Regions from separate parts of the Mus musculus genome. Here regions 1, 2, 4, 5, 6 and 7 are each linked to region 3. A link is a contact called in public Hi-C and promoter capture Hi-C data. All regions are on one chromosome and are shown on one strand. The core of a region is the stretch at or near the end of the contact, and the rest is flanking DNA. Distances in the headings are between cores, read along the strand shown. Region 1 holds the start of Hnrnpdl (heterogeneous nuclear ribonucleoprotein D-like). Region 2 holds the start of Lin54 (lin-54 homolog (C. elegans)). Region 3 holds the start of Mrpl1 (mitochondrial ribosomal protein L1). Region 4 holds the start of 4930524J08Rik. Region 5 holds the start of 5430416N02Rik (RIKEN cDNA 5430416N02 gene). Region 6 holds the start of Rchy1 (ring finger and CHY zinc finger domain containing 1). Region 7 holds the start of Cops4 (COP9 signalosome subunit 4).

Region 1 (3,803 bases), core at 818-3,317, 3.8 Mb before region 3:
ATAATTCTTATTTAGGAAGAAAGAGAGAAAGAAAGAAAGAAAGAAAGAAAGAAAGAAAGAAAGAAAGAAAGATAGATTGATTTGCCGGATTTGTGGCACATGGGAGTTCGAGGCCAGCCTGAATTATAGAGGTTATTTAAGAGCCTGTCTTAAATAAAATAGCTGTTATATTTGGAGACCTAAAGTTGTGTACAAACATTATGACCTACATCTAGAAAAATCAGACAATTGTAACAAGTAAACAATCAAAATAGACCTTAAAGCAGGCTGCAGTTTACTGGACGATGGGTTTTCCAACTCCCCCCCCTCCATACTACCCTCAACTATTCTATCATAAATATCAGTGCATAAATTGACTACATGGAAGAAAGTCAAGTCCTAAGCCTGTGAAACTGTGTTAACCCGACAGATACTCAAAAGCTTCAAGATACCATGGCTTTCTAAGAAAAATGAATGGAATTTTAGGTGTGTTCTTATAGTCTCAAAACCAGCGCAAGTGAGATGGTGCGAAAATCAATTGCTATTGCCCAAGATACCAGAGCCACTAGAAATCCTTTCACTTTAGTCTTTGCATTGGGAAGGCCTAAACCTCAAGGACCACTAAGTCAAGGCCACCACCTCTGCGGGCCGCAACCTTCAGCACATGGGGGACGCTCATCCACCGGGCGACACACCTACCTGCCAGGCCGTGGGAGCTCCAATCACCCCAACTCCTCCCAGCTGACCTGCCCCTCCCCAAGCCGTTGCTGAGACCATCTCCACTTCTTCCTATCCTTCTCCACCTAACCGAAAGCAAGGACAGGGGAGAAGATGGTGGCGCGAGGAAAAGCACCCCCGCAAACCGCCGCAGCTTCTCTTCCCCATTCCAGAGACATAAAGCCACACCGCCTCTCCTGAGCCTCCCAGGCAAAATCTCCAACACTTAAAATTTCCCTTTCAGATGCTTTTAGGCACAAGTAACTTCCCCGCTCCCTTCCGCCCCTCACCTTCACGAAAGCAATCGGGGTTGTGGTACCTTCGATATCTAACAGGATTACGGTGACTTCGGCGGGCACGGAAACCACGACCATTTCCCTGCCGGATGCTACCACGGGCTCGGCCTTGGTTAAGGAGGGCAACACCGCCTGCGCGTCTTGAGCTCCCGAGGGCCCAGCAACAACCGAGGCGCTGGCGACAGCGAACGACCAGGGGCTCAGAGACAGAGCTGGGACCCGCAGTTGCAGAGGAAGCCGCCTAGGGTACTACACCCGACGAGCAGGCGAGCCGCGCAGGCCCGGACCACGTGGGCAGCCGGAGGGGCGGGGCTCCGGGATTCAAAGGGGGGGGGTGGAGGAAACAAGGAGCGCGTGCCTATTGGCCGCCGGCGAGCCGCGAACCCGTCGGTCAAAATAGGCCTCGCGTGGGCGGGAACAAAGAAGCGAGCACCCAAGCCTGGAGCCTGGAGCCCGAGCGCGGGCACCAGCCCTCCGCAGCCTGCTGGAGCCTGCGCGGGAGGCCCGGGGCTCGTGCAGACGGGAGTCCCTTGAGTGGCGCGCCCGGGACGTGAGTGCCCCTTGTCTTCCCCGGCACCTGACCCCTTCCCCGCCCACCGCGTGCACCTTGGCACAGCTTCAGTCATCCGAGCAGGCCCCGCCCTCCGCCGCGGCCTCAGCCAGCCTCGGAGAACGAACGCACGGAACCCGGGCTGCAGAGAGAGATCCTGCAGCCACGGCCCCTGAGCCGACACCGCCCCGAGGCGACGGCGGAAAAGCCGTCCCCGCCAGGACGGAGGCGGTCATCGCGCACAGGCTTTCTGCTCGGCTGGTTGCAGCCGGCGCGAGGACAAAACACGCGTGCGCCGGGAGGGCGGGCGAGCGAGCGGGCGGACGGGCGCGCTGCAGCTTCAGCAAGCGGCGCGGGGTGCACGCCGCCCTTTTGCCGGAGTGGCCGCCGCTGCAGCAGCAGCAGCAGCTCTGCACTAGGGGACTGAGGGCGCAGCAAGGGACTGAGCCGAACTGGACGCGCGACGCCAACGGCTCTCAAGGCAAGAGGGACTGTGGCCCTGCCACGGCGCCGCTCGCGATTCCCGGTCCCGCACGGCTGACTCTCCCCGCGGCGCGACCTCGCTCCTCATCCGGAGCGCGGCGATGGAGGTCCCGCCCCGGCTCTCCCATGTGCCGCCGCCATTGTTCCCCTCCGCTCCCGCTACTTTAGCCTCCCGCGGCCTCTCCCATTGGCGGCCACGGGCTCCCCGGCAGCTCGCCCCGCTCCTCCCTTCGCTCGCTTCCAGCGCCTCCCGCCAGGGGGCGCGCCGGAGCCCGCGCCACGTCACCGCCCAGCAGCCCTCCCGATTGGCGGGCGGGGCGGCTATAAAGGGAGGGCGCAGGCGGCGGCCGGATCTCTTCCGCCGCCATTTTAAATCTAGCTCCATACAACGCTCCGCCGCCGCTGCCGCCGGGACCCGGACTGCGCGCCAGCACCCCCTCGCCGACGGCTCCGCCACCATGGAGGACATGAATGAGTACAGCAACATAGAGGAGTTCGCAGAGGGATCCAAGATCAACGCGAGCAAGAACCAGCAGGATGACGGGTACCGCACGCTCCGCTCCTCCCCTCCCCCAGAGCCCCGCGCGCGCCCTTCGTCCCTCCGGAGCCGCGCGCGCTGCCCCCAGTCTTTCCCCGAGTCGATTCTCCGCGTGCCCGCTGGACCCCAGTAGCCTTCCCCACTAGTGGAAAGTAAGATGGGGTGACTCGAGAGGCCCGCCGCGGGTGGGGGAAGGGAGGAGGGGTTGGGGAAGGAGAGAGGCGCCGTCGGTGTCCCGAGTGCGCAGGCGCCGCGTGGGGCCCGGGAGGGGGGAGGGGCCGGGTTCTGTGCGCCACTTGCTGCAGCTGCTGCTGCCGCTGCCGCCTCTTCATTGTGTGTGTTGGCCGCTCGCGAATTTTCCTGGGTTAGGTTTGGGAAACTTTTGGTTGGGGCACCAGTAGACGACTGGCACTAAAAGTTTCCTAGGTAGCAAAGTTGGCTTTAAGGCTGTGGGCAAGAGTCTACGTAAGTTGCGGGGGAATCGGTGTAAAAGTTGTGCTCTGCAATCCAAAGCAAGCAGGGCAGGACATCTACCAGATTCTAATGGCTTTTTTTTTTTTTCTAAGTTTTGAGTTCGCGTGGTACAAAGCAACGTGCCAGCTGGCTTGAACAAGTGGTTAAGATTTTTGTGGTCTAATGTTAGTGTTTGTAGTCAAAACAGATTGCGTCTGGAGAGTAAGTTGCCCTGTATTTAATCACTAAGTTACTGTTAAGCTTATTTTTCTTAAATAACTTTATTTCTAGTAAAATGTTTATTGGAGGCTTGAGCTGGGATACAAGCAAGAAAGATCTGACTGAATATTTGTCTCGATTTGGGGAAGTGGTAGACTGCACAATTAAAACAGACCCAGTCACGGGAAGATCAAGAGGATTTGGATTTGTGCTTTTCAAAGATGCTGCTAGTGTGGATAAGGTAGGGCTGTGTTTTGCATTGAGTCTACTGCGTTGCTTGCAAGTTGCTCTAGGCTTTTAAGTCCAAACTGCCTTGTCTTCCAGGTTTTGGAACTGAAAGAACACAAACTGGATGGCAAATTGATAGACCCCAAAAGGGCCAAAGCTTTAAAGGGGAAAGAACCCCCTAAAAAGGTCTTTGTGGGTGGATTGAGCCCAGATACTTCAGAAGAACAAATTAAAGAATATTTTGGAGCCTTTGGAGAGGTGGGCTGTGTTTGTGTATGTATGTGTGTCTGTGCTCGTGTTTGGTCAAGTCTGGGGGGGTTCATTAATATTTCACCGGATG
Region 2 (4,151 bases), core at 126-2,625, 4.3 Mb before region 3:
GGAAAAGAAGGAAACAGTGTGTGTGTGTGTATGTGTCTTACTGAAAGATGCAGGCTGAGTGCTGGGCTCAAACTCCCAATCTTCTTCTTGCTTCAGCCTTTAAAAAGCTAGAATATGGAGGTGGGCCACCCTGCCCAGCTAAAAGCTTTATTTTATTCTTGATTTTATATGAATTGTATTTATTTTTAAGATTTTATTTTCATGCATATCTGTGTATTTGTTTGTGCCCTCAGAGTCGTGAAGAGGATGTTGGATTCCCTGAAACTGGAGTTACAGGCCTTGTAAGTCACCTGGTGTGGGTGCTGGGAGCTGAACTTAGGTCCTTTATAGGAACGGTACCGGGTCCTAACCATGGTCCTAAGCACGGAGACATCTGTCCAGTTCCTTCTAAGAATTATAATATTCAGCACAGTTGTTGAGTGTTATATAATGCATCACTGGATACCACAGTTCTTATATTCACTAATGTAAAACTGTCATTCTCCACATACATTAAACGCTATGTCATGGTGTGAGTTGTTTTGACCAGATTGCTGACACTGATAAGATTGTACTAGTCATTTTAGTCGTTGTAAAAAATCCACAGTAAACCCGGAAATGTTGCCCTTATTCCTTAGGTCCTGTTTTGTAGTAGTGGTATCAGAACTGTGTCAGCTTGGTGGAAGGAACTCAGAATTTTTCTACCAAGGTGAGGTGTGGAGGTGGGGGTTATCTAAATTTGGGGCCTCAGTCTCTCTGCCTTTTTTCTTCTAGTGATGCCCCCACAGTACCCCCAGGAATACTTGGTTGGAAAGCGATACCTTTAACTTATCTCCCGCCTCCTTCGTGTGGTTCCCCAGGTAGTTTCACGTTGTAAGGCCTTTTTAAAATTTAATATATATTTTTTATTTCTTGGATTTATAAATATCCCAGGAAATGAGATGACTGAATGCAAAGAATCCATATGTATCAGTATAAGGTGTGTTGCAAGACAAATTATCAAAAACTCCCTTTCAAGGTAACTCTGCGTGCTCTCTCAGGAGCTTTTAGGAGCCCCTTGCAACGTTCACGTCTAAACCCCAACAGATTTATTAACATTTGAGAAAGGATGCGGACTCTCTCTTCACTCAGGCGCATCACCAAGCGGGGGCGCGCTGGAAACCGCACTGACCGAGGTTTAGTCACAAAGCCAGAAGCACGAACCCACTTGGAGTTCCCCGCCTTCCCTTTGACGGAGGCCCCAGGAGCAGTCACGTGGAACCCCAGAGCGCTCCCCCAGCCCTGCGCAAAGACGCGACTCGGGTTGCCAGGGGGCGGAGCAGGGGCGCGGAAGGGGCGGGGCTCGGGCCGCCGGCGGGGGCGGGGCGGCGCGCGGGCGGGGCGGGGCGGCCCGGCGTATTATGGGATGCGGCGGTGGAATGGCGCTGGGCGTGATTTTGAACAAACCCGGGTCTGTGTTTCGGAGGCGCCGCCGCCGCGGCTGCTGGGAGCCCGGGGAGCGCGGCGCGAGAAGGAGGCGGCGCCGCCGGCTCGGGTGAGTGTCAGCTCCGGAGACCCGGGCTGAGCGGCGGGGACCGGCGCCGGGCCCGCGCTCGGGGCGAGCGGCGCGCGGGCGGAGAGCGCGGCGGCGGCTCCGGGCAGCCGGGCGGTGGGCCGGTGGGCCGCGGCGGACCGAGGGTTGTCGGGGCGCGGCGCGAGCGGCGGGCGCCGGAGAGCGCGGCTGTCAGTCGGCGGGCCGGCGCCGCCCGCCCCGCGCTCGGGAGGAAGGGCTGGGCGGCTGTTGACAGGCTCTCGGCGCGGCCCGGGAAGCGGCTGCCGGCCCCGGGCTTCTGGGAACCTGTTTTGCTGCTGTGTCATTTCGTACCAGCGCCTCCTTTCGCTGCTGCCCGGCGCCGCGTTCTTCCTACGCCCCTTTGTATGGACTCTTCTGGGTGTGTGTCCGTTTCCCTCGCGAAGCCCACCAGCCAAATGTCATAGTGTCCCCGCGGTGCACGGGGGAAGGGAGCGGGCTGGGACTCAGCCTGGTCAAGCAACGGTAAACAACCATCCGAGTGCCGGTGGACCCGGCTGTTGGTGGGGAATAAAGTTGAAAGATGGAGAAACTGGGAACCCCTTCCACGCTCAGCCTCTAGCGGGCTCTCGGTAGAAACGCGCCGGGAGTGGGTGGGAGACAGCCCTTGACTAAGCCTGAGCCTGCTGACTTTTATATGGAGGTGTCATTCAAACAAGGTAGGGAAATGAAATGGCTTCTGCTTCTTCCTTATTCTTAGGGAAACTTAAGACAGTAGATTAGCCTTGTCCACAACCCTGAGATTCAGCTTGCTGGTTTCTGTTAGGTCTTTAAGAGCTTATAGTATGACTGAATGATAAAGAATAAAGCTTTTGAACTGGCAATTAGTAAGGCTTTCTGAAGTCAAACAGCTAACTTTTGGAGGATGCTGGTCCTATTAAGCCTTGCAGCTTATATGTTCTTAATTCCTTACATGATTAATTACTTCTATTCCCTCTTGGGTGCTTATTAGACTACACCATGAGAGGAACTGGAAGGGGGTGGGAGATGGATAGGTTGTTCCGGAATCTTGTTCTAAAGCAAGCTGTTTTTTTCCCCCCTCTGCATTGAACAAGTGTTATCAGCAGCAGATGGTTTTTAATTTGGAAACTTAGATCCTAAAGTCAGTTGGCAAAGGGTTCTAGCGAAGAGCTGGATTTTCTATATGTTAGAAGTTGATGGTTATGAATGATAATAGAGTTGAATCAGTAATTTAAATTTAGTAGTACCTGAGTATCTTAAACCAACGACAAATTGACATAATGTTGTTCATGGGCAAAAATGGTCAAAGTTGAGAGGAAAACAGTTCAGAACTTTATTCTTAAAAATGAAGGGGAGAGGAGACCAATGTCTGCATGATCAGCGCCTGTAATTTAAGGATGTCCGAGAAGTCAGGCATGCATATAGAAATAGCCATACTGTCAACATAGTCCTATGAGTGGAGTAGAATGCCAGCGTTGGTGAGTGACGTTAAAGCTCTCCAGTGACTCTGAAATATACGTGAAACATGGTCTACCATCTCTCTCAAGTGTGTTTCTGGAAATGAAAGTTTGAGGTTTTACTGTTCTTGTGTCAGATTCCACACGGCTTGCCTTCCTAACCAACATCCAGGCCTTGGAATCCCGCAGGTATCACGATTCCCCGTGGCGTTCCTGCGGGTCTCCCGGGTGCCGAGTGTTTGGTATTGGGATGTTGGGTCTGGCATGACCCGCCGGTGAGCCCTAGAACCTCTCCCTCCCCCCTGAGTGCGTTTGAAGGTTGGCGGGGCGGACGGGAGGTTTCCCCGGATATGTGGGTGTGCGCTGCTCCGGAGGGCGGGCCGGGGCGGGAGCAGGAGGAAGGGGGAGGTGACTGGCGGCGGTGGCGGCGGCGGCTGGGGCTCGGCTGTCGGGGGAAGCTGCTGAGCTGTGATGGTGATGACGAGGTGAAAATGGCGGATCTTTCGAAATACAATCCCGGCCTCTGACATACCAGAGGCGGCGGCCGCGGCGACATCGCCACCCCGGCTCCCTCCTGGGTCCCCGGGTACCCTATAGCGCTCCATTTCGTGCAAACTGGGAAAGGAAGCAGCTGGACAGAGCTACGGTGCACAGGCAAAACAAGCACTGCCCGGGCTCGAAATTGCCCGGGACCTCTGGAGCCCGCTCGGAGCCGGAGGGTGGAGAAAGCGGCAGCCTCTGGAGGTAGAGGAGAAGGGGGGTACCCGAGGGTTCTCTGTTTGCAGAGCTCATTTTTGGGAGTTGGGGGAGGAAATGCGTTGGGAATCTAGAATGACTTGTCCGGAGGAGTGCAAAGAATCTGTAGCCTTGTAATGACATCAACGTTTTGTTATTATTATTGTTGTTATTATTATTATTTTGACTATCGAGAGGACTGAGTTTGCTTATACCTAAGGCTGCTACAGAGGCCTAGAGGAACCGCTAGTACTTACCATGATTTCCTGATAGAATACTTAAAATACCCACTCAGTGGGGCTTGGCTGATGGTGTCCAGCAGTTAGGGAGTTGTGTTTCTTTGGGGAGGCACAACATTGGTATTTTCTTCTACATTTAATGTCGGTGACAGGACATAGTCTGGAACTTGTTGGGGTGTGGGTCCTCATCTATTTTTGAACATATGGACC
Region 3 (4,063 bases), core at 1,499-3,998:
TACAGAGTTGTCTGAGTTCTTCGAAAAGCAGAAAAAGTGAGAAATTTGCCCTACCAGATCAAGACTTGTTATGAGAAGGGGCAGGAAGGAGAAAAGGTAGCATACAGAATAAAAAGAGCCAGCCAATTATAACTGTGTATGCATGGAAATGTCTCAATGAAACCCATTTCTTTACATGCTAAATGAAACGGCACTTAAGCCAGTTGTAGCAGGGAATGCCTTTAGCCCCAGCACTCAGGAGGCAGAGGCAGACAGATCTCTGTGAGTTCAAGGTCAGCCTGATATACAGAGTAAGTTCCAGGACATCTAGGGCTGTTATGGGGAGAAACTCTGTCTGGAAACAAAAATTTAAAAATCCATTTTTTAAAAAATGCATTTTTATGATAGTTCTTTATGTTGGTAGTGGTACAAATACAGAAAGACAGATTAGTAAAACAAAAAAAAAAAAAAGCTTGACAATAAAATCATCCAAATTTCCCACAACAAACGAAGAAAAAAACCCACTCATAGGTGAATGCTAATATTTAAAAGCCTTCCAGGATAAAGAAAAATGTCCTAATAACCTTTAGGGGAGGAACAGTTTCACAAACAAGGCCCAAAGGCACTAAACAAAAAGTAGTTTACTAAATGTTAAAAACTTCTGCTTAGATGGCCTAGTCGGCCATCATTGGGAAGAGAGGCCCCTTGATCTTGCAAACTTTATATGCCCCAGTACAGGGGAATGCCAGGGCCAAGAAGTGGGAGTAGGTGGGTAGGAGAGCAGGGCAGGTGAGGGGGGGTAATAGGGAACTTTCGGGATAGCATTTGAAATGCAAATAAAGAAAATATCTAATAAAAAAAAATAAAGTGACAAAAAAATCCAAAAAACAAACCTTCTGCTTATCAAATATACTTTTTAAAAATTAAGAATTGAGGCTGAGGAGACTATCAGCAAAGTGCTTGCCATGCAAGCATGAGGGCCTGCATTCACCCCACCACACATGTAAAAAACACTGAGCACAGTGACTCTTCCTCCAAATTCCAAAACCAGAAGGCTGATCGCTGTGACTCACTTGGCCAACCAGACGAGGCTAATCAACACACTCCAGGTCCTAGTGACAGACCCTGCTTCAAAAACAATGGGATGGAAAAGTTATGAGAAATATCACACTACATGCATCCACACACATGTACACACATACCTTCCCGCATGCACATACAGTGAAAAGATGAATCTAAAATGGGTAGAGTATATTTGCAACATGTTCACTGGACAAACGAGTTGTATCTTGAGTGTGAAAGAGCAACACAATTGAAAAGTAAACAAGAAGGATAAAAAGACTTCAAACTAGAAAGGAAATGCCAATAGTGTGAAAGCTGTCCACTGAGTAGTATTACCTTATTAGTAAGCAAGGATACATCAATTTAAAACACATTATAGAATTCCATATTAGCACTACTTAAAGAGTGCTCAGTAGACCTATTATAATCTGCAACCACAAAAAGGTTACACTAGCATGTGAAACAAAGCACTAAATTATACTGTTCAATGCAACAGGCAATACTTTTAATAATGGGCATGCTGGAGATGCCTGTCCCAACACATGGGAGCCTAACCCTGTCTCAAATTGTTTTTGTTTTTTAGCAAAACTTAATCAAGAAAGCAGTGTCTACTTTTATTGTGGAGATGCAGTTTGTAAACTGGATGGTCTAAGTACCATTGTTTTACAAGCACTGGAATAAGGAAGGTTATGAAGCTTATGTTCCTGGCCAGTGGGGAGACAAGACACAATAAATAGAGGAAGGAGAAGGGCTGCAAGGTCAAAGAAGAGGGGGAGTTGATTGCATTTTAAAAGTAAAGATCAATTTCATATGAGAGGTGACGGAGCTCTTACTGTGCAAGCATGAGGGGTGAAATTCAGATTCCTGGCAGCCACATAAAAGCTGGGTAAACACAGTGCAACACCTCCCACCTCCAGGGGCTTCACTGGAGACAGTGGGATCCGCAAGCTCCAGGTCCAGTGACAAACTCTGCCTCTGGAAACAGCCTGGATACTGGCTGGCAGAAGAGAGCCTCCATGGGCACACATACATATGCACTCACACACATGTGAACATGTATACATAGACCAAGTACACATACACATGAAAAAGATCTTATAGTGTATATGGCACTGTGAATTCCTATTAGCCATGTCTAACGTGCTCAGACATGGCTATACAAAACACTACAGAATTAGTCTCCAAATGATAAACACGATAGCCTCTGTAAATTTACTAACTGGAATCGCCTTTATTCATAAACACGCCAAGGTTCAGATATTTACAGATGTAAATCACTTCATATACCACCTTTCCCTTCAGGGCTCGCTTATCAAACTGAACACGCCCGCTATCCCACACACACAACAGAATCTTGCCTTGTACTCCTCACCCCTGACTATAAGTACTGCCAATGTATTTCCGCTCCCATTTCATCCTCAAAATGACCTGCTCCAAGAGAGAACCCTTGCGTTAAGTGTCGCTTTTAAGCACTGATGACCCTCTGGGCTGTGGAGCCCAGAAGATCACGGAAGCATTTCGAGGACCGAGAAGCTGACCGGTGCCTACGAGATTCTGCCATGGATTCCGCTGCAACAGGAAACTTGGCTCTAGATTTACTTTCCACGCAAGAACACTGCTCCTCTTACCTCTACGGAGGCACCTTACGGCCGCCGCCATGTTGACTGTTCCGGATTGTGCTGACGAAGTGGGTCCCGGGTTTCAACTGCACGGAAATGCGAAAAAGGGTTCCGCGCGGAAGCTGGCAAAGGGGGAAGGAGTTGGTAGGAGCAGAAGAGCAGGGCGGGGACGACCTGGCTTCAGTGCCCTCGTGGCGAGGTTCCTGTCGGTTCCCTGTCTGAGACTGCCTTTCGTGGCTCGGGTTCAAAGGTTTATCAACCTTCGGGGCGGGGGTGGGGAATGGCTTTGTTGAAAACTCTGTAATTAATTATTCATTCCTTCTTATTTTTAATTTTGGACCCTGCAGATGTACTCCGAACGGTCATTTAAATAGAGGGAACCTGGTTCTCTGACTAAAGTCTTGAGAAAGCTGAAGTGTCCCCAGCTTCCTTCGCTATACTCTTGGCCTTCTTAAGATTCGGTTTTTCTTTAAATGAATATTGCTAGGCGACCGTGCGCGGAGCTAGCGTGTGCGCGCCTCTGAGTTCAATCTTCTTCATAGCAAAGAGAAAACAGAATCCATCAAACTTCGCCTCCACCCAAGGCGGGCCAGGAGGTCCCACTCTCTCACCCCCTTCCACCCCCCTTTGAGCAAACCTTAATCTTTCATCCGTCTGCTTTTTGGTTTCCGGCTGCTGGCAAGCTGTGCTGATCAGACCTAAGGAGCAGTACACTGCTTGGAGTTTTCGAAACACGTCTAGGGTTTTGTTTTGGTTTTTGGAGTTTGTCTGTTTTTGTTTTTGTTCTACGTAGCCAATTAGAGACCAGTGCACAGGTTATTCTGACCCCTTCCTACCCCCTACCCCCCCCCCCCCCAAAAAAAAAACATCCGTTATGTCTCAGCTGCCCGTGTGGTTTCTCTAAACCAAGTCTGGTCAGGAATTAATTCATAAGAATAAACTCCTCCAGTAATTGGCCATTTCCAAAGGCTCACTTACGGGCCTCTGCCTACCTCCTCAACCAACAACCTTCCTAACACACATGCGAGTGTACACATAACACACACACACAAAGAGAGGGAGGGAGGGAGGGATGAAGGGAGGGCAGAAGACACATTTCTCACCTCTGTGACATTTTTCCTCTCTGGCTTTTGTTTGAATTATTATGCAACACATTAACAGTATTTTTTCCCCTTAAGATTTAAATTCAGACTCTGCTCATTGTTGGCAGTCTCCTTTCATACTTCCAGGACTGAATTATGGCCACTTCTTCCTGGTTTTATGTAATAAACAGAATTAGTAATTTTTTTATTTATTTGAAACAATTCTGAGACCTATTATTCTATATAATACAATTTACCAACCTAAGTGTACAATTTAGTGGGGGGTTGAGCACACAGAGCTGTGCAGCTGTCACAATGTAT
Region 4 (3,889 bases), core at 866-3,365, 3.8 Mb before region 3:
ACAAGGTGTAGAATTTAAGGCCCTAGGCTAAAAATGGTGGCTCAACCCTATAATCTCAGCATTCCTGAGGCTGAAGCAGGAATACTGCCCAGAGTGTGAGGCCACCTTAGGCTATACAGTGATCTCCAGGCCAGCCTGGGTTACAGACCCTGTCTCAAAAAAGAAAACAAAACAAGGCACGTAGGCCTTAGTGTGAGGAACTCTTGAGTAACACTCAAATTCCAGAAGCGACAGGGCTGCCTGTGAATTAAAGTAAACTTTTTTCGGTAAAATGATGTCTTAGTTACTGTTCTACTGTTGTGAGGACCAATGCAATGTGTAAGAGAAAAGCATTTGGTTGGGGGCTTGCTTCTAATTTGAGAGGGGTAGTCCAGTGTCAGCATGGTGGGAAGCAGGCAGGGTAGGCAATGACCTGTGGGCTGAGAGCTTTCCATCCTGATCCACAGGCAGCAGGCAGAAAGGCCTGGTATGGCCTTTGAAACCTCAAAGCAAATTCCATGAATACCATCTCCCAACACAGCCATGCCTCCTAATCCTTCCCAAACAGTTCCATGGCATGGTGACTAAAACATTCAAACATAGGAGCCTTTGGGACCAATCTCTAAACCACTACAACCAGTTTTTCTAAAAGGCTCATCATTTAAATCCATAGGATAAATAAAAACCTCGGGTTCATCCAAGTTGTTGCCAACCTGCAATATTTGACTTGAGTCATCTTATTTGGTCAGTATTTTTGGATGGTAAAGAAAAACGTGGAATCACTTCTTTTTCGCCAATCATCTTGGTGGTTGCCTGTCTGTGATTTGCTCAATGTTGAAGACATTTCCACTATTTGATGCATATTCTTTCATTTTATGGATTCTGTAACAAACTGTAGTGATAAATCTTGTTTTAATCGTTGGGATTTTCAGATTATGTACAGTTACTGTAAATTGACTTAAAGTACACCATGGGAAGCATTTATTTAAAATTTTTTTATGTGTTTTGCTAAGGGGTAATGCCAGGTTGGCCTCAACAGTCCTTCCTCCCTTCTCTGGGATCACAGTTCTGGGATTACAGCGTGTACCTAATTAGCTGGGCTGAAGTCCTGTCCCTGTATGCTGTCTTTTGTAAACTTCTCCAAACCCTGTTTGGAAACTGGATACTTACTAAGCAGTCGAGTGGTTGACGACAAAAAAAACCAAACCAAACCAAACCAAACCAAACCAGAAATTCCATTTTCTTCTAAGTCTTGCAGGAAGCTTCAAAGTCTAACTCCTGAGTAGGAATTCCAATAGGTTTCTTAGCGATTAATTTTAAAATCGTGAATCACACGCCTAACGGCGTTTCATTTTTTTCTTTTTATAAAATCGCCACCTCAACACCACAAACCCAGAAACCTCGTAAAGATGATTCATGACATTTATATATCCTGTTTAATACAAGGACTGTAACTCGTAAAAAAAAAGGAGCCCTGGAGTCGACCTTAATACATACACTTCCCAATCCATAGTGACTTCAAAGAATCGTGGCCGGCGTTAGGCTCTTGTAATAACGGAGGCAAAGCTTAAGACTAGGGAAGCAACTCTGAGAAGAGGCAGCCTCGACCATCAAAGCCGCCTTTGGACAGCGCCGCGGCGGAGCCTCAATGTCACCCGGCGCAGGGACGGCGGAGCACTGCACAGGCGCGGCCCGCTGCCCCACGCAGGTCCCGGGGCCCACAGCCGTGGCTCCCTGAGGGCAGCCTCCACGAAGTCTCCGCTGGGGATGGACGAACCACACCCCTCCAGGTCGGCCGCGCCTGCCAACCAAAGCCGAGGAGCGGCCGGTGACTCCAGGAATCCGCGGAAGGGCGGGGCCAAGGGACGGGGGCGGGGGAGGCCTCTCTAGCCGCGCCCTCGAACCAGCGCTCCTTGTTCTCGATGGTACCCGCGCGCCCCTCTTGCGCACGCCACTTCCGGTCCTCTTTAAAGGCCCGCGCCGCGCGACCGCGGGGCGTGAGAGCCAGTCGGAAAGGGACGGGGAGGGCGGGGCCTGCGCGGGGGGCGGGGCCTAGCGGTGGACGGGGGCGGGGGAGGCGCAAAGGGCGCGCTCCGGAGCCACGTGACCGGGACGCGCCGTTCTTCCGTCGGCCATTTTAGGTGGTCCGCGGCGGCGCCATTAAAGCGAGGAGGAGGCGAGAGTGGCCGCCGCTGCTACTTCATTCTTTTTTTTTTCAGTGCAGCCGGGGAGAGCGAGAGAGCGCGCTGCGCGAGAGTGGGAGGCGAGGGGGGCAGGCCGGGGAGAGGCGCAGGAGCCCTTGCAGCCACGCGCGCGCCTTGTCTAGGGTGCCTCGCGAGGTAGAGCGGGCATCGCGCGGCGGCGGCGGGGATTACTTTGCTGCTAGTTTCGGTTCGCGGCGGCGGCGGCGTCGGCGGGTGTCGTCTTCGGCGGCGGCAGTAGCACTATGTCGGAGGAGCAGTTCGGAGGGGACGGGGCGGCGGCGGCGGCAACGGCGGCGGTAGGCGGCTCGGCGGGCGAGCAGGAGGGAGCCATGGTGGCGGCGGCGGCGCAGGGGCCGGCGGCGGCGGCGGGAAGCGGGAGCGGCGGCGGCGGCTCTGCGGCCGGAGGCACCGAAGGAGGCAGCGCCGAGGCAGAGGGAGCCAAGATCGACGCCAGTAAGAACGAGGAGGATGAAGGGTGAGTAAGGGGCGGCCCCGGGCAGCCGCTCGCCAGGCCCCCTCCCCCTCCCCGCCATTAGGCCTCGCTCCCGCGACCGCCCGCCCGCCCGCAGGCCCCAGTGCAGTCGCCCCCTCGGCCGCCCCTCTTGTACCTCGGGCTCCCCCCCGGGCCTGCATCTCCTTCCCTGCCTGCTCGCCCCCTCCCCCATCACACACGTTTCCACCTTTAGCCGTCACCATGCTACTCCGCGGCCCGCCCTCTTTCCTCCCTCGCCGCGGGTCTCCTCCCACCGATGTGGCCGCCAGGATTTTTTCCCGCCTGTCGGAGCTTACCCTCCCACCCCACCCCCACGTCTCCCGGATTTCTAACCTCTTAGGCTTAAAAATGCAAACGCACAGAAAAGCTTTTTACCAGGGTTGCCAAGGTTGGTCGGGCGCTTCGCCCTCGCCCCCGAGACGGTGCGATTATTGACACGCTCTTGCTTTGGGAAAGCTGTAGGCTGTCCACCTCTCTTTTCTCCCGCGTCGGCCGCAGGCCATTGCTTTTAAATAGTTTTCGTCTTAGGATTCGTTCGTTCTGTCCACTTTACGCTGTCACCACGACACGCTCCTACAGGCCCTGCGTTTGTGCTGTAGACAGACCGGGCCTGCCAAAGTCCCTGGTCTGCTGGCGCGTTGGTGTGGCTCCGCGGGCTCCATTTAAGTCCTTCCTGGTCGATGGGGCCTGTACTTGACTGGGGCTCTTCCACCTCCCGCCTGCGGTTGCCCTTCCCCCATTCTGCCAAGTTATTCTCTCTATGCACCCTTTTCGCGCCCTCAGATTCTGGGTTGCCTATTTGTACAGATTGTAGTCTTTCCTTATTTAGTCTGTGCAACTACATTTTTTACATCTCTCTCCCGCCTTTTCAGTGCCCAGGAGCCTGTTTTGGTTTCTTCTCAGTCTCACCCTCTCACTATTGTTCAAAGGAGCCCACTCACCCTTTAATACGCAATAAATCCTGTGGTGGTCAATGAATTAGTTTTTTTCAGGTTTTTTTAAAATACTAACTTGCTTCCTTTAATTGAAGTAACTTATATCGCCACCAGAAGCTGCTTTTAATAATGTTAAAATGCAGCCTTTGGGAGCTGAGTATCATTCAGGAGACAAGGAAAGGGGGTTCGATCCGGGTCCTTAGATTTTCTTGTTCCCATTACAGATTGCTGATCTTGAGTTATGGTTTCGATACTTTTTATAGTGGGGCTGTGCGTAT
Region 5 (3,965 bases), core at 491-2,990, 4.2 Mb before region 3:
TCTGAGTTGCATCATCCCTTCTTCTGATGGCTATCTCGTGTCAAGGTGCCATAAAACAAGCCAGCACACAGGATCCTGGAAGTGTGTAGATCAGGCTGGCTTTGAACACAACAGAGGCCCCCCTGCCTTTTTCTCCTGAGTGCTGGGATTAAAGGTGTGCACAACTATGCCTGGTGTCAACACAATGCACCTCCCCCTTCCCAAAGCTACTCCAAGTGGGCCTGTCAGTCACCTGAGGAGAAACAAAAAACCCACAAAACACACACACACACACAACAACCCATCAAAACCAAACCAACTGTTTGTTCTAGAGACATTTGAGTTTTAAACCCTTTCTAAGGATATAGGCTGGCACCATGAATCTCCTTGGCCTGTGTCTATTTTTGCCCCTTGTTTTTAATTTATGTGTATGAGTACACCACTGCTCTCTTCATACACACAAGAGGACATCAGATCCCATTATAGATGGTTGTGAGCCACCATGTGGTTGCTGGGAATTAAACTCAGGAGCTCTGGAAGAACAGTTGGTGCTCTTAACCGCTGAGCCATCTCTCCAGCCCCATTCTTGCTCCTTGTGAGCAGGCTTTTATGCCAACAGTCTTTTTGGCCATTGTTTCTCTCTCCTTTGGGTTCCTTCACTTTCCAGTACTAAAGCCCATTTATCTTCAACAGTGCTCTCTTGTGTGCCTCATCTGAATTATTTCATTGACAATCACAAGAAATGAAGAGCTCAGGTGAGTTCAGATGGAGAGCCAAACAAAGGTCTAGAAGTTGCAGGTCCAGAGCCAAATTATCTTGTGCTATCTTTAGGAAGAGCCAAGAACGATATTCATCCAAAGCAGCACACAGCTCTGGTCTAACACACATCTCCCGACTAGTACGGAGAAGCTTGGGATTTTCAGGGGGTTGGGGGTGGCGAATGAAAACTGATTCAAGAAGGAAAAGCTAACGTTTGGCACTTAGGATGGTACTCGAATCACGTGTGAATTTATTGTTATTCAACAAACCCTTGACATTGTAAGAAAATGCGACCACGTCTCACGCGTAGTGCAGGGCTGGGTCTGCGAAGGCTGATGCACCAAGATCCCAAGTGTGAGGCCAGCTTGAACTACACGTGTTTTCTCGGGTCAGGCTGATATAAAAGGAAGAGAGCACCCCACAAACCAACCAAAAAGGTTCTCCTTGGGAGCTAGTGTTTAAGTAGGGATTGATTTCGCCTACTTTTCTCCTCAGTATGCCTTCAGCATGGTATGACTGACTCTCACCAACACCTCAGAAAGGCTGAGATGACTGGTGCTCACCAAGTCAGACGCCCAATAAACGGCAAAAAGAAAGCATTCTGAGTAACGTCCCTCAAGCCGGAAGGCAAATGCGGAGCACCAGCCAGGTCCGGTTGCACATGTCTGGCGACGCTAGCCGATGTGCCGCCGCCCCACCTTTGCAGTCCCATAGCAGTGCCTGGGCTCGGCGGCTGCGATCGCCCACACAGCCGGAGGACAGGTCGAGACACTCCACTAGCAGTCCCCAAGGCTGCGGTCCCCTGGACAGCAACTTCCGGCTATCCTACTCTGTCGAAGTCCCTTTTCTGGGCTCCCGCGAGAGCTCGAGTCGCGGTAAACTCTGTTCCGCATGAGGACTGGGCGGCTTGACCGGAAGGGCGGGCTTTGGACATGTAGCCAATCACATACCATGCTATGTCGAAGCAGCCAATCGGAGAGGCCTGGCGCCTTTAAGGGCCTCCGTGGGCACGTTCTCGCTTCCATTCGGTCCTCCTTTTGTTAACGCTCTGGCATCATGTCTACGCCAGCTCCCGCGCAATCCGGCGCCATCGCGCTTTGGGCGAGCATGGCCATGGGGAGTAGAGAGGTGGAAACCGAGCTGACGCCTGCCTGACCCTGGCGATGGTGGCGCGCGCCGGGAAGGACTGATTGGAGAATGGCGCCAAATGGGTAGGAACAGGTCGTGATGTCCGCCGAATGTTGTGTAGCAGGCGGGACAAAAGAGCGATCTCAGGCCTCATCTCGTCTCTTTTGTAGGTCACGGATGGCGAGGGGGCACAGGAGCTCTCGATGTGACCTGGCGCTGTGGATGTGATGCACAGCAGCTTGAGTGGGACTGCTCCGCTGTCCTCATGAGAGAACGCTTTTTCTGAAGATGGGAGGTGGCTAATGAAAGAAGGTGAGGTCTCTCGGGCCCTTGCTGTCTCCAGTGCGATGGGAACTGCACGGGTACGGAAACTTAGGGCCCACAGAACTTTGTTTGAGTTTGGGAATAGGGCATCGAGGGTGGATAGCTTTCAGGACTAGGCGATTTTATTGGAGCCCAGTGATTAAAACCTTTGACTTCTTTGTATCCTTCAAATGATACAAAATTCAATTCCAACAAGTTTTTTTTACCTCCTATTTTACTGAGAATTGAAGTCATCAAGGAATTAATTTATTCATGTTTTTCCATTATATATGCTTTTATCTTATTTGGATGAAATCAACATTTTGCTGGGTTTTTCCTTTTATTTTTATTTTTTTAAATAAAACGCAGCCCATGAACTTCTGGGGAATCGGGTGCTATGGTACAAGTGTTTGCTTGACTGTCAAGAATACAAGGCTGTGTGTTTATCCTTAGGTGAGGTTTTTCACAATTGGCAGTGAGTTAAGTGAAGTTCAGTCTGGTCTCATGTAATCAGCTCTCAGCACATCGGGGTTTTTATCTTGCAGTGCTGGGACTCAAGCCCAGGATTTGTGCATGATTTCAGTCACTGCATCACCAACCTACGCTTGCCTTTAGAACAGATACAATTTTATCTTACTGAGCTGGGCTTGTCTCCTAGAGTCCGTTTTCAACCTGGGGGTGATCTTTCTGAATGGGTCTCCCATGAAGCTGGGAGTAAAGGTTCAGGCCAGTTTTAGAGTAGAGGTCTAACCCCACCCTGTAAAAACATTCATTTTGTTTTTTTAGACAGGTCTCATGTAACCCGGGCTAGATTAGACTTGCTGTGTAGCTTGGCATGACTGTTCTATTGATCATCTTGCCTCCACCTCCCCAGTGGTGTGTGTTCCTGCCAAGCCCAGTTAATGTGCTGAAGGTTGAACCTTAGGGCTCTGGGAACACTAGGCTTTACCAGCTGCACCCTATCTCTTCTCCAAAGAAACTCCATTCACATTAGCTGTCCCTTTGTCCCCCAGTCCCTAGGAGCACCTGTACCTGTAGATTGCCTGTTCTGTATGATTCACATAGATGGGATAATAGACTAGTGCATCGGAGTTTTTTCTTTAGTACATAGGATTTTTGTGGCTGGCTTTTCTCCTACAGAATAATGGTAAGAGGTCATCCTTATTGCCAGCAGCGGTGGCAGTGTGTGCCTTTAATCCCTGCAGAGGCAGCAGATTAAAGGGCAGAGCACTTGCCAGCCTGCTCTACAGAGTGAGTGAGTTCTTGGACAGCCAGTCAGTGCTACACAAAGAAACGCACAGGTAAAACAGCTATGCCGAAAAATAAAAATTTTCAAAAAGTATCAAGGTTATGATTGGAGAAAATTTTGTGAAGTGAATAGTACCCGAAGAATACTTTGGTTTTCCAACATTGTTAACATAGTAAAAGAACATGAGGTACTAAGTGCCACGACACTACCGGAGAAGCAGGAATCCTAGGCTGTGAAGACACAGCATGAGTACAGCAACTCTTACAGGAAGCCATCATGCTGGGGCTGGCTTACAGTTGTAGGGGTTGGTCCGTTGTGCTGGGGCTGGCTTACCGTTGTACGGGTCAGTCCTATATGCTGGGACAGCCAGGCAGGAAGGCATGGTGCTGGCACCGTTGCTTCACATCCTGCTTTGCCAGCAGAGAGCAAGACTCACTGCATGGGCTTTTGGTTTCCAACAAGGCCACACCTCCTAATCCTTCCCGGACAGCTCACCTGGGGACAGATCATGCGAATACATGAGGGGCCATGTCAGACCACCACACGG
Region 6 (3,938 bases), core at 1,242-3,741, 4.2 Mb after region 3:
TCCCAGCACTTGGGAGGCAGAGGCAGGCGGATTTCTGAGTTCGAGGCTACCCTGGTCTACAGAGTGAGTTCCAGGGCAGCCAGGAGGGCTATACAGAGAAACCCTGTCTTAAAAAACAAACAAACAAAACAAACAAACAAACCCCTCACAGAACATGCTTCAAATGAAGCAAGCAGCACACTTGAATGAACACGTGGGTGCTGAAGGGGCTTCAGAACTGTCACCGGGATGAGTGCTCACAGCTCTTAACAAACCTGTAAGTGATATGGACATTCAAAGATAGAAGGGATGGCTCCTGCCTTCAGCTTAGTGTTTAGAGTGCTTCTGTCAAAGTCTGTCTTCTTGAAGTGTCTTGAACACAGCACATCTCCTTTTTTTAGGCTTCCAAATGCTTGCAGTATTCACATCTAGTCTTTTCATGGCTAATACCCACTTTCTTTTGATGTTTTCATCTGTGGGGAATCTACAAAACAGTAAGAATATATTTTAAAGCTATATATGTGTGTGTATGTGTATATATATATATATATATATACATACATATATTAGGCTTTGTGATAACTACCTTTACCTGCTAAGACATTCTGTTGGCCTCATAGCTCAGTTTTAATATCTAGATTTTTCTGCCAATCATTCTTCATACATATGGCTTTTATTTAAATTTTTTTTTAATTATATGTAAGTACACTGTAGCTGTCTTCAGACACTCCAGAAGAGGGAGTCAGATCTCGTTACGGATGGTTGTGAACCACCATGTGGTTGCTGGGATTTGAACTCCGGACCTTTGGAAGAGCAGTCGGGTGCTCTTACCCACTGAGCCATCTCACCAGCCCTTAAATTTTTATAGTAGCATATGAATGTTTCAGTGGACATTTAGCCTGTAGCAAGATTTGCAATTAAAGGTTTTTCTTTCTCTACAGCGGTTGAAGAATACCTTTGGCCTTTCCCTTTCTGAGGTGATACCTAGAATTTGTCTTCAATGAATAGGAGGGCCTCTTATACTTCCTCCTTTCTGTCAAACCTGAAAATAACTTGTATAGCAACTCATACATAGCAGGTCTATAAATGCCTTATGAACTCATGCGGAGAACAGCTGGCACGTCTACGGTTCTGGAGCTACAATTACTTTGACATATACAGGAGGCAATAATCAGACTTCTCAACATTTCTAAGCTAGTTCAATATTGTTTTGGGACATGGTAGCACATAGGTTCTTTTTATTTCCCTGCCTAGTAAAGTAACTAGATCTTTCCCTAGTAATAACAGTGCTTCACAAAAGCTGCGAACATCCTAAGTATGCTTATTAAATCCTATTAGACCCTTCCTAGGGTGTCACAGGAATGGCTAAACACTAAATTAGAATCCTCAAACTCACACAGCTAAATAATCCTTGATCTGAACATGTAGTTTACAGTGAACCACTCCACCTCATCTATTTCTAAAAAGAAGGTATGGGTATTTGAACAGAGCCCTCAGTTAGATGATGATCGACATATGAACAGTAGAGACCGTAACACAGTTAGAATGCAAACATTAGCAAAGACGAGCCTGACAATTTGTGCGTGGGGGTATTTTATTTTTGGTGGGGGTGCTATCTGGTCTTTCATTCCTTGGCACTTGAAACTTGCACATTATAAAGGGACCATTGTCAGTTCAAATTTAACAAGGTTATTTTAAAAAGACTGGGAACAAAAGCTTGTAACTGCAGACTCTGGTAGAATCATTTTTAGTAAAAAGTTAAAAGTATCTGGCTTGAGTACAGCAAAGTCTTACACATGAAATGTCAGTCCTTTTAACTTGGAATTTGGTAAACAGCGAGAGGCACATCCAATGGCCGAGCAACCTTTCACCATGTTTTTAGCAACTCCTAACACAACTGGAAGAGAATTAAAACGAGTTAGTAACTCCAGGGCTAAGCTAAAGGCATCTCCTCCCGGACAATTGCCTCCCTTCTCCCAGATCCCAACACCTGAAGTTTTGCTGATAAAATGCTCTAAGTCTTGGTATTTTGTAAGAGTGGACATAAAGTTATGCACCTTGAGGTCTGAGATTCAAACTCTGCAGGCTTCTTTATTTCTCTCATGTTCTTACGGGCCAGATTTTTCTCTCCCACAGGTCTGGTACACACTAACTCCTGCTGGCGTACTGTTTGCCATTCAACTTTCAGCTCGAGCGTCTCCTTCCCCAGGGACACCACACAGGACTGTCCTTCCAGTGTGGAAGTTGTGACCTCATCTAATGCCGTGGCGTTCTCCCCCTCCCCATTTGTGAGTTCCACGGGGGCGTGGCGTGGCTACTTGTTTTTCACTTTGCGTTCTTAAGTCCTGGGTGGGTGACAGCACAATATTTTCTAAAGGGGGCGCAGGGAAAAAAGGAGACCGGGACAGCCGCCGGCACTCGGACCTGCGCGCGCAGCCGCCGAGCCCCGCCCCCTTTCGGAGCAGCCGCGGGAGGGGCCGCTCCTCACCGGCGCCGGCGGCTCGCAGCAGCGCCCGCCAGACGACGCAGCGGTCCCCTTCGCCCGCAATCAGGGCTGGCAGCGATGCCGGGGCGGGGAAAAAGAGCCAACCTAAGACTTACTACCATTAGCAGTGACGACAGCGACTAACGTGGACGACGGACTAAGCGTCTCACTTGGCTTCCACCCCTTACACCAGGGACCGGAAATCCGGATGCTGCAGATCACGTGATTGGACCCCCCCTTCCTGACTCTGGTGGCCGCTGCTCCGAGGAGGAGCGGGTGTCCGACCGACTCTGCTTCCTTAAGGCGTGGCTTCCAAGCTGGGGGAAAGGTTCAGTGGCTGGTGAGGGGGAGGTGGTGGAGGAGGAGGAGGAGGAGATGGCGGCGACGGCGCGGGAAGATGGCGTCCGCAACCTGGCGCAGGGGCCGCGGGGCTGCGAGCACTATGACAGAGCTTGTCTCCTCAAGGTGACGACTTTAGAGGGTACCTCCTCGATGAGCTGCGGTCGGGTCTGGCAAGGGCAGGTTGGGCAGAAGCTTCAGACCGAGCTGCTTGTCAGGATACCTGCCATCTGGAGTTGGGCTCTCCTTGCAGGAAACGTTTTGGCAAGGCGAGCAGGAGCTCTGTACTCGATCGCCGCTGCAAGCCAAGTTCTTGTTTGTAAAGACTTGGCCCTTGCTTAAATTCACCTCCCTTGTGGGTTTATCCGTCATTTGCGGTTGACAGTAGAATGAGGAAGTGAAAGGGCCTTGGCATTTCTGTCAAGTGCGTATGATGCAGTGATGAAAGCATAAGCAAGGGAAGAATCAGAATATAATTTCTGTACGTGTAGGAAGTTTATAGTATGGCTTGTCAGCTTCATTTTTTTGTCTAGGAATATGCCCAGACCTGTCCAGGAGAAAATGTCTGTGTGAAGTGAGAGTTGGGTGATTGCCATTAAGTTGGATATTGGAGGAGTGCCTAATACATATATGCTGTCATTTTTCCTGCTTGAGACGTTCTAGTCATCTAGAGTTTTTAAAAATGACTCTCACACAGTTAAGACTTACCTGATTTTTTTTTTTAAGAAGCAGTTTTAATATTTTGTTGAGAAAGCCTGAGATTTGAGCTGGGGTTATAACTCAGCCTTAGAATTGAGTTTATAATGCTGAAGGCCTTGGCTTCAGTCTTCAGAAGTCGCCTCCCACTGAGAAGAAACTTTGACTCTTGGAATCCTATAGCTTTCCCTTCATAGTTTAGATTGTCCTTAACTTGCTGTGTAATTTGGAGCAAGCTACTTTTTAAAGAGCTTGCATATAAAATATACAAGTTTGGAAGCTGGTCTTAGTGGTAAAGGCCTGTAGCTCCAGGAGATGCATACTTCCAGCTATTTGTGAAGCAGAGGCAGAAGGAATACCAGCCAGGAGATGCTAATGCAAATAAGAAAAAAAAAAAAAGGAGGTGGGGCTGGGGGTATATATAGGTCATTGCTAGAGT
Region 7 (3,992 bases), core at 744-3,243, 4.3 Mb before region 3:
TATTACAGAACTGATGTGAGACTTGTCAGACTAGCCTTATGCCTTACAGCTTCCACTCTCACCCTGTTAGAACACTCTGATGCAGGAAGTCCCAGAAAAAAAAGCCAAAGCTAAACCATGTAGTGAGAATAAAAGATCCAGCCAACTGCCAGGTATCTATCTACACGTGGCCAGCCCTAGTGCATCTGCTAGCCAAATTAATCTGCGTAACTGAACCAGGTAAGATCAAGAAAACAGGCCAGGCAACATACAGAATCCCGGGGTGGGGGGTGGGGGGTGTCACTTTTATATTACTCAATTGTGTACTTATTTAGCTACAACAGGCAAAAGAAACACCCTATTGGAGACATGCTACTGTTCATTTCTAATTCCGGGCTAGAGAGATAAATAGTAATGAAGTTCCACAAGATTTTCAAGTTCTAACACCTGCATCTTAGCTGATAATTAATGAACTTACATTTTCTGTAATAAAGAGAGAAAAAAACAAAGGAAATATAAGGGAATACATAAGCTAGTTTGACTTCTATCCAAAGCTATAAAAGTATTAATACATGGAAAAACAACCAAACGATGAAGACATAAATGAACTATTTCCAACCCCTGGAATAAGTCGTATGTACTTACTGACTGCTTCATAACAACATTATGACATTTTCCAGATACCAGGGACTGTGCTCAGTTATTGAAGTGTAATTAGTACATAGACACATGCTCATTTTGAAATCAGATAAGACTAAGCCTCACGATTACCCTTCCATTTTTTTAAAGCGGAAAAATAAAGAATGATGTAGTTAAGCCCAGGTTATACAACTAAATTTCCCACTAATAAGGTAGACTGTACTTTCTACACAGAAAAGCCCAGCACAGCGGCCACACAACACACACACCATTTCAATGTGCAGGTTTGAGCAAGAATATTTCATTAATTAGATCAACATGCCCTCAGCTGTGAGGTGTAAATGTTAGGGCCAATTGAAGGCATACTTTCATTAGAAGGCAAAACTGTGAAAAATCTACACAAAGAAGACTACAGCTGTTCAACAACTGCTTGAGGGGACTGAAACATGTCCCAATTTTTGACCTGTCGTGGCTCTAAGCACCCTAAGGTTTCGACAAAATTCCTTAGCAGACCCTGGAAATATCACTGTTCTAGACATCCTGAGCCCGAGGACATTCTGCCTGTGTTCTCTTCTCCAGAGTTGGTGACAGACTGCGAGTATCCAGAACATAAGGACCCACACACGCTATGAACTGAGAGAAGTTCTGGACCACATGACAGCATCCATACCTCCTCTGCCCCTATCAATCCTGGAAAGCCATCTCTTCGAAATAAAAGTCTGCATCAAAGTCCAGAATATAAATTTACCTCCAACACGGCGAAGGCAGGGGCGGCAGCGAACCGAAGTCAAACTCGGTGTGTCGGGCTCGCCGAAGAGACTCTAAGGAAGGCGCCCACCGCCGGGCGAGCCGTCATCTTTCTTACCTCGCTTCCAGAAGCCAAAAGAACCCGCAGAGGGCGTTATCAAGGACTTAAGAAGCTGGCAGCCACCTGGGGTCCTGGGACGGTCAGGACCCCAGCATACCGTCCCTACAGCTTTCTGTTGCTCCCAACATTTACCGCCACAGCCGAGTTCAGGCCCGCCCCCCTGAGTCAGGCCTAGCTCGAGCCTCACGCCCCGGAGCGCCCGTCGCCTCTGGGAAGATAAACTTGCGGCTTCCTTCCTACCTCTGTACTCCTAAGAAATACTCACTTGCCCGCCAGATCTTTATGAGAGCCGCTTGAATTCATGAGCTGGGCCAAATCCTGTCGCACGGCAGCCGCCATCTTTCCTCCAGCTCAGCCACGGCTGCGGGACCTCTCGCTGCCAAGAAGAAAACGAGCGTGGTCCTCCAGGAGGCGGGCAGAGGGGACGCGAGGTGCCATAGAGCAGCGTCTCTGTGGGCCAGAGCGCCGGATAGGGGAGCAGGAATTAGCTCCGCCCTCCGAGTTGAGTGACACCAGACTCCTCTCCTCCGGTTTGAGGACCGCCCAGGTCTCCCGAGAGACGCAGGCGCTCACGCTCCGACCTGGGATTGGCTGAAGAACTTGAGGGCGTGTACTTTGTGCAACTTCAGTAAAGGCCCGGCAAGTCAAAGGACGACGTTTTCCCTAAGTTCCGGGACTGATTATTATCGTTCTCCGCTCCGTTCTTTAAGGCATCACTTAAACGACCTATGTAAAGAGTTACTTCCAATTCACTATAGTCCAACACTGAAGAAAAAAGAAACAAAAACCAACCAACACACACACACGGAATGTCAATTCCAAAGATAAGAGGAAAAATACAACAGACCCAAATCATCATTTTACAACAAATTACAACAAGCAATCCATGAAAGCAAGCTTTTTTATTCGTGTACACAAGCTGCCTTCCCCTAAGGTGGAGTTCAGTAGGTCAGCCCTGGATTCAAGGAAGACAAGGTGTTTATAGCTCAGGGGTAAGGGGTTCCATATCGGAGATTTGGCGGGCAAACTAGGCGGCGAGCAAAACAAGGTAACACAACAGGTAGCCATAACAAGGTAGTCATAGGTGGTCATGGAACCTATGCAGCAGATAAGGCTCCAAGGTGGTTATAAACCACTTCTTGAAGCAAAGACATGACTTCTATTCCTGGAACAGGCAGTGCAGAACATTTTGTAGTTAAGGTTACAGGTGGAGAATAGCCCAATGTCTGACAAACAAAGGTTTAGTCATAAACAAGAAAGAACCTAGTTTGTCTGGAACAGAGGTTTAATGGTAAACAGAAAGGAACCTAATCTGTCTTTACTATATAAGATGGCTTTTAAGTCTGAAATGGAGACAGGCTGGTTCTTCAGATCATTTACCTGGGAAAGAGTATACCACGATCAAGAATATGCTCCTCCCACGATGAGTCACTGGCATCTAAGTGTGCCGATGTCTGCGTTTTTTCCACTTGGGAGGAAACTCAACTGCACAGTTTATGATCATAGTGGACTGCTTTTGGCACATTCCCCTTATAAACAAATAAATAGCTAGGTTTCATGGTGGTCACCGTAATACTAGCACTCCAGAAGTGGAGGCTAGGGAATCAGGAGTTCAAGTCTATACCCCTGATCCTATCGACTTGGAAGCCAGCTGGGATTACTAGAGACCCTGTCCCACAAAGCTCTAAGATGTAATACAGATTAATGTGCACACACACACACATACACATATACCTTTGGACTATATATGTGCATTCCTTGATACACCCTGTATCTTTTTAAAGTGTTGGTTATACATACCACTTTGTTCAGACAATGCTGATTTTCATCTATTGTTCTGAAGTGATTAGTAATACTGCCCTTCAATTGAGAACCTGTTTCACGAGTGACAAGGTATGTGATCATCCTGCATTTACATGTGGTTACATTTCTTATTCATGTTTTCTTACAAAACTTCTTTCCAAAAATACAATCTGATAAATGCAAGGTTTTTGTATTCGCTTCCTTTCACAGAAAGTAACATGCCTTATTGTTCTCCTTTAGAGTTTTCTCTTTTTTTCTGGTGACCTAGTCATATAAGACATTATTATTTCTGTCATTATTTTTAAAGTAGCAAAGGTATGTTACAACATACAGGACATATGAAGAACGTTTTTTATAGAGCAGCCAATGGTGCAGTGAATGAACTTATATGTGCATGATTTAAGATGTGTGCAAGTAAAATACATTCCCCAAAGTGAGTCAGGATGCATACACATTTTTTGGCAGATATTCCCAAATCATCCTGAACAGGAGAATTCTAGTATTTTGTCTTCCAGTCAGATATATTTAGGATTGCAATTTCTTGCAGACTTACCTACAACAAATACTAACTTGAAGCATTTAGCCATCTTGGCATGTTACAAATGGCATGTTCTCTCTTTGGACATGAGCAAGGCAAACAAAGTAAAGTAGAGGTTATCCACACTGTTCAAATCACGTCCTTTTGGCAAGAATGCCTAACAGT

What was found. Promoter capture Hi-C pulls out the DNA fragments that hold promoters and counts their contacts. A called contact is a pair of places that touch in the nucleus more often than the background predicts.
Region 1: a contact with region 3 is called in a promoter capture Hi-C map of pre-B cells. The contact joins the promoter of Hnrnpdl here to the promoter of Mrpl1 in region 3. A contact is called at or near these places in 1 of 39 promoter capture datasets (pre-B cells) and 1 of 484 Hi-C or Micro-C datasets (pre-B cells).
Region 2: a contact with region 3 is called in a promoter capture Hi-C map of pre-B cells. The contact joins the promoter of Lin54 here to the promoter of Mrpl1 in region 3.
Region 4: a Hi-C map of pre-B cells shows a contact between it and region 3, with 5 times the contacts expected there. The contact joins the promoter of 4930524J08Rik here to the promoter of Mrpl1 in region 3. A contact is called at or near these places in 3 of 39 promoter capture datasets (hippocampal neurons, liver and pre-B cells) and 1 of 484 Hi-C or Micro-C datasets (pre-B cells).
Region 5: a promoter capture Hi-C map of liver shows a contact between it and region 3, with 2.8 times the contacts expected there. The contact joins the promoter of 5430416N02Rik here to the promoter of Mrpl1 in region 3.
Region 6: a contact with region 3 is called in a promoter capture Hi-C map of pre-B cells. The contact joins the promoter of Rchy1 here to the promoter of Mrpl1 in region 3. A contact is called at or near these places in 1 of 39 promoter capture datasets (pre-B cells) and 1 of 484 Hi-C or Micro-C datasets (pre-B cells).
Region 7: a contact with region 3 is called in a promoter capture Hi-C map of pre-B cells, with 2.6 times the contacts expected there. The contact joins the promoter of Cops4 here to the promoter of Mrpl1 in region 3.

Annotation. Positions count from the first base shown.
Region 1 is chr5:100,037,486-100,041,288 of GRCm38.p6, reverse strand. Hnrnpdl (heterogeneous nuclear ribonucleoprotein D-like) reads left to right here and starts at 2,067. Exons shown (of 8, transcript NM_016690.4): 1 at 2,067-2,569; 2 at 3,308-3,476; 3 at 3,560-3,721. The coding sequence starts at 2,127. Enoph1 (enolase-phosphatase 1) reads right to left here and starts at 1,295. Exons shown (of 6, transcript NM_026421.3): 1 at 987-1,295. The coding sequence starts at 1,070.
Region 2 is chr5:100,497,863-100,502,013 of GRCm38.p6, reverse strand. Lin54 (lin-54 homolog (C. elegans)) reads left to right here and starts at 1,375. Exons shown (of 13, transcript NM_172714.4): 1 at 1,375-1,513.
Region 3 is chr5:96,208,800-96,212,862 of GRCm38.p6, reverse strand. It overlaps Mrpl1 (mitochondrial ribosomal protein L1), which reads right to left and starts at 2,748. Exons shown (of 9, transcript NM_053158.3): 1 at 2,670-2,748. The coding sequence starts at 2,700.
Region 4 is chr5:99,977,161-99,981,049 of GRCm38.p6, reverse strand. It overlaps 4930524J08Rik, which reads right to left and starts at 2,115. Exons shown (of 2, transcript XM_030254981.1): 1 at 2,098-2,115; 2 at 1,384-2,013. The coding sequence starts at 2,115. The coding sequence ends at 1,498. It overlaps Hnrnpd (heterogeneous nuclear ribonucleoprotein D), which reads left to right and starts at 2,112. Exons shown (of 9, transcript NM_001077265.2): 1 at 2,112-2,658. The coding sequence starts at 2,426.
Region 5 is chr5:100,427,310-100,431,274 of GRCm38.p6, reverse strand. 5430416N02Rik (RIKEN cDNA 5430416N02 gene) reads left to right here and starts at 1,740. Exons shown (of 5, transcript NR_034038.1): 1 at 1,740-1,949; 2 at 2,037-2,178.
Region 6 is chr5:91,961,621-91,965,558 of GRCm38.p6, reverse strand. It overlaps Rchy1 (ring finger and CHY zinc finger domain containing 1), which reads left to right and starts at 2,491. Exons shown (of 9, transcript NM_026557.4): 1 at 2,491-2,929. The coding sequence starts at 2,840. It also overlaps the pseudogene Thap6.
Region 7 is chr5:100,516,310-100,520,301 of GRCm38.p6, reverse strand. Cops4 (COP9 signalosome subunit 4) reads right to left here and starts at 1,993. Exons shown (of 10, transcript NM_012001.2): 1 at 1,752-1,993. The coding sequence starts at 1,825.